Linked DNA regions of Danio rerio: region 1 is linked to region 2. A link is a contact called in public Hi-C data. All regions are on one chromosome and are shown on one strand. The core of a region is the stretch at or near the end of the contact, and the rest is flanking DNA. Distances in the headings are between cores, read along the strand shown.

The links. Hi-C and Micro-C count contacts between places; a contact is called where the count stands out from the background.
Region 1: a Hi-C map of an unstated tissue shows a contact between it and region 2, with 3 times the contacts expected there. The contact joins the promoter of zgc:101016 here to the promoter of LOC110439812 in region 2. A contact is called at or near these places in 2 of 18 Hi-C or Micro-C datasets (caudal fin and an unstated tissue).

The regions. Positions count from the first base shown.
Region 1 is chr5:26,356,460-26,359,159 of GRCz12tu, forward strand. zgc:101016 reads right to left here and starts at 1,360. Exons shown (of 4, transcript NM_001004001.2): 1 at 906-1,360. The coding sequence starts at 1,007. It overlaps abhd17b (abhydrolase domain containing 17B, depalmitoylase), which reads left to right and starts at 1,429. Exons shown (of 3, transcript NM_001002744.1): 1 at 1,429-1,751.
Region 2 is chr5:26,202,158-26,204,857 of GRCz12tu, forward strand. It overlaps LOC110439812, which reads left to right and starts at 1,402. Exons shown (of 20, transcript XM_073952170.1): 1 at 1,402-1,537; 2 at 1,617-1,726. The coding sequence starts at 1,685. It also overlaps a transcript of kifl not described here.

The DNA.
Region 1 (2,700 bases), core at 110-2,609, 150 kb after region 2:
TTTATTTCAGGAATAGATAATGTACGATTCTGGTAGAATGTCCCAAATAGGTGCATCCCGAGTAAATACTAAACTTTTTTATATCTTTTGTTTATTAGAGTAGATTAGAGGGGATTTGTTGTGAATATTAGTAAGACTGTTTTGTTTGGTTCCTTTCTTTAGCACCAACCATCGGCAGTCTTTCTAATATGTTACTGTTTATTGTATTCGATTTTGTATATATTGCAAATATCTCACTCACTGATTCACCCTCACTTTTTGTAAATGAATCATCATCATTTTGTTCACTAATTCTTGTTTTCCATCCTTACTTTGTAAAACAATTTACTTTTGAGTTCAGCCAAAAACCAATACCTCAGTTTAATGTGCACCCCATTCCCCTGGACAAAAATGGGTTTTAACAGACCCTAATAAAAACTAAACATACAAGGATAATGTGTTTATTCAACTTTTGCATTGTGTATAAATGACATTTTACTAAAACTGATGATTTTGTGACTGGGTTTGTGGTGCAGAGTCACATATGCTTGACATACCTTTATCAGCACAACAGCTTAAAGGATTGAGGTGAAGTTGGTTAAATATTCGCACATTTGGACTCTTAATAACAATATATTTAAATAACAGTATTATTTAAACATTTTAAATAGTAAAATCATATGAGCAGCCAACTATTATCAAAGTACAACATTGTCCACAGTCAATTAAATAGTGCTAATGTTGTTTTTAAGTCATAATTGCATGCGGTTTCAAAGCAAATATTCAAAGTAACGTTAGCATGGTAAATAATATAGGGACTGTTAATATGAATGAATGTGCGAATATAAAAGCACCTTTGCCTCATTCTTAAAGGAAACAAACTGACTGGTTCCACTATGTCTATGTTTTTGTTAGCACGAGCTTACCTTGACTTGTGCGGTTGCACCATACTTGTCATTTTTGTAGGCAGTGACATTCTGGTGTTTCTGTCCTCGCGATCTGGAAACGTTTCCTTTTTGAGAGCTCATCTCGAAGCTAAAGTGCCTCCAAGATATTAAAACGCCTAAAAAAGAAACCGCGTGGCGTCCCACGTTAACGGGCTATTATTGACGCAATGCGAAAACAGCGGAAGTAAATAGCAATTGGTTAAAGCCTGTCAACTTCACGCAGAAGATTAATGTACTAACTTTACAAAACATCACAAACGGTACACATGTAGAGCTCTTTTGGTTGAATCCCGGTAATTAAACTACTACAGCAATATCTAGAGATATACTTAAACAATGATATAAACTCATTAATCAACATGTTATTGTGGTTTCGTGCTCAGGGAGGACGCGTGTGATTGGTCGAGCATATCTAACACTTAATCTGATTGGCCGTTAGGGCGTTCAGCGTTGACGTTGATATCCGGCATTCCGCAAGAAAATCAGAAGAAACGCCAGCAGTGGGCACGCGTTGGTGTGAGATGAGATCACCCGTACTGGACGGATTAGAGTAGAAATTCTGGTCTGCTTAATAACGTCACCCATACATTAACGCCGTCAGCTTTTGATTTCGTTTGATAATTTAATAGTGACCACATGTTGACAAGATCGGACGGACCACAGGCAGGCTTTGAGGGACTCTTGTTTGGGCTTGGTGGAAGGAGTGATTGTTTAAAGGCTGTTCTTTATCTGCTTCTTCTGCATATAACGTTACGGTGACTTCAGCAGATCAAAACATTTCTGCCTGCACAAATCCGTTTCCAGGATCAAGACCTTCTAAAACAGGTAGAGTACAGATTTAATTAGCTAATTAGCTGAACATGCTAATCAAATAATTCGTTCCAGCTTTACAATTAAACTGTCACACTCGTAAAATAACGCGATTAGTATGTTAACTAAGCTTGTTTTGGGTAACAAACACTTACTATTGATTACTAGTCATATCTAGTAAACTATAGAAAAATTCTAATGTCACTGTTTATTTGAATAAAAGGTTTTATGGGGCAGTTGTGTAGTCTAATTTTTGGGTTTATTTCTATATATAGGAGAAAAAACTATTTAAGGAAAAATATGTATTTAAAATAAGAAGAAAAAATATATATAGTTAAAACTATTTCTAGTGAGTGAAACAGCTTCTTGTATTTCACTTGTATGTGAATTTAATGTAAAATATGTCATTTGGGATTCCATGTGTTATACATAGTATTGTGTAGTATTGTTTTATTGCTTTTGCTTTCCCCTCAAAGTCTAAATTTCCCAAAACATCAAGATGGTTTCCTGCCTAATGAAACTGAAGGCGGAGATTTGATTATCATGGGCCAGATCTAGGTCTGATTTGTATTGTCTTTTCCAAACTGTGGTATGTCAGAGAGCTGTTAAACCCCGTTTCTGGTACTAAACCACGGTGATGTCACCTGCTTGGCATATGAAGACCTTCCAGGAAATTATAGTCTCATTTTTTTTGGTTATTAGGAAGCTGTTATGTGGATTAGTTATGATACATTTTCCAGATTTGTGAAACTTTGGATATTCCAAAGATGTCTAAACTGTAGACTACAATCTAATATAATGAGGTGGATTTTCATCTGGTGTGACTCACAGATAAAGTGAGCTGATCGATGATAACACACGTCAACTATCCTAAGGGCGAAGTTTGAGTTAATATCAATGGCATCAAATTAGAACAAAGACCGAAACTATTGCACGTGCTGAAAAACTGACCTGGATATTGAAC
Region 2 (2,700 bases), core at 152-2,651:
TCTTTCACTCAATTGAATGTTAACACCTTAAATTTAATGTAATAAAAAAACATGCAATAAAATTAAAAAACTAAAAACATTAATTTGTAAAATAAAATAACATATTAAAATCATATCATTAAAGCATGTTTAAAAAGGATAATTAATGTGTTTACAAACAATAGTGTTGTTTAATTGGTTGTACACTAAAGGTAAATTCCCAAATGGCCAACCTACAGTGTAAAAAATATAATTCAAGAGTTCATAATAGCTGATGATTGATTATAAAGTGTGTTTAGCATGCTGTCCCGGAAGAGAGCCCTGCATAAGATCCCTGAGCCCTGTGCTCCCTCTCATTTGCAAGGCAAGAGGGGAGTTTGAGCTCAGGTAGATCTCAAGAACTCCCCTGTTATTTGTAGCTAATGAACAATTAAGGATTGCTATGAATAGATAACTGCTTACTAGGAGCTTGTCTATGGTGCTGATTTGGATTAGTCAAATTGACTTAATTTGCATGTTTTGGGATGGTGGAAGGAAACCAGGGGACCCAGGGGAAACCCACATGAGCATGCAGAGAACACATAAACGCCGCACAGAAATGTCGACTGACTTGGTACTAGAATCATTGATGTTCTTACTGTGAGGCCATTCCACCCAGAAAGGAGGAGGAGTAGGGGTGGAAGGGGGTATTTTTCAAAATGAAGATGACTGTGATATGGAACTTAGGTTATTTATGGTGATCATCTGATCGGTGTATCATGAATTGGCTAATGTGGGACAAACCGTGATCAATCATAAGCACATGATCCTCTCAAAATTATTTTATAATTAAACTTCATGTGAATTAGCAGTTGTCTGTATATTGTTTTTCTTTTTTTCCTGTTTATTTATGCTTTTGAATTGCATTATGGGACTTTGATCGTTCAACCAACTACTTTTGACCTTCACAAGATAGAAAAAGTGACTTTTATTAACATTTTTAAGAGTTTAAAAGTGATTTGGGGTTGTATATTAAACTACAAAACAGTGTAATAAACTGCCATTACATTTTCTGTTCCTTCTCTATACATCATTTCTTGTGCATTATATTATTTCTAACTACTAAAATGTCAATAAAAGTCTCTTTGTTAAAAGGTAGAGTTAAATTTTCAACATCAAAAATCAACAGAGCAGAGATCAACATCCCATAATGCACAACCATAAATAAAAGGAAAACACAAAATGTGGAAACTTTTAATTTAGCAGATTTTTTTTTACAAGTAGTTAATTAACCTTATATTAAATCTAACACACTCTTATTGTTTAGCACACATCAGTGGTATGAAAAAGACCCGATTCATTCCACCATCTAGAAAAAGAGCTATTAAAAAAAAAAAAATGAAAAAAAAAATTCCTGGTTCCCAAAGAACCAGATGAGTGAAGTGTCACAGTAACTGCGTGTTAATATTTGAAGGTGCAGGTAAATGTGAGGTCTCATGGCTAAGGAAAGGTAGAGTCAAATGGAACGCATTCAGGCGCTGGATTGGAACAGACCGACCCCATGAAACAAAACGCAAAGGTAGGTTCTGCTGGTAGAGTTTCAGGATTTATAAACACAAACAGAAGTTGTTTCATTTTCATTCTATTTACCATCACAGTACCCAAGGTATCTTCAATAAGTGCAAGCAAAAGACATCCAGTAGATGAGAGTCCTGTGGATGTCAAGATGTTTATCCCATATGACTCCGCCAAGCTTTGCATAACTCAAGTATGTAGATATCACTCCTCATGCTTATGCAATATTTTTTTACTCTGGAGTAGAGTTTGGGAGTGTTCTGCATTAGTCACATGTCTGTCACTCCCTCTGTTGGCCTGGAGCCTCAGGGTGAAGTTAAATGTCTTGTCATGTGCTTTTTGGTTCTTCTGAGAGCAAGGCCTATTATGAAACAACTCAAAGCCACAATTCATACTGATTCTCTGATCAACTTTTATTTTCCCAAATATTTAATCTCCATCAAAAAGGCTTACTAGCCTAGTAATCAACACCAAAGCATACATTAAAGTGGTTGGATTTACCATATCATTTTGAATGTCATGCGCTCCAGAGGTTGCATGTTTATGGCCTCATCCCATAAGAAATATGATATTATGGTAATATATGCAAATTACATACCTATATGGCATATATACAGTTCATGTTTAGATTTCTCATATATAAAATATGTATGACCCACACAGAATCTGCACGTGCAGAAATCTGCAGATTCCACAGATTTTTAACCCCTCGTTGAGTCTATTTATTTACTTGTGTAAATGTGTGTACATTTTTATTAATTCAGTTTTTTAATTTGATTTCAGTAATATTATTGACTAAAAATGTTCATATGATTTATTTACAATACAGTTTGTAAAGTAATATTTTCGGTCTTGCAGTAGATATTATATAAGAGACTTGCTTTGTTTTTCCAAATAAGTGGTTCTAATGGGATTTGCATTGTAATCATTAAATAAAAGGTAAAAAGGTATTATTTTTTATGTCATATATCATTTTTTTATGTCATAGTTTTTAGTTAAGATACTCCCAAAATTATTCCACATAAATCCACAGATTTTTTACTAAATTCTCTACAGAAATAGCCAAAAATATTCACAGATTCTGTCTGCCCCAATTGGCCCAAAATATAAACATATATTTTTTTTTCAATCGTTGGAATTACTATGTACGTATATCTTCAGATATAT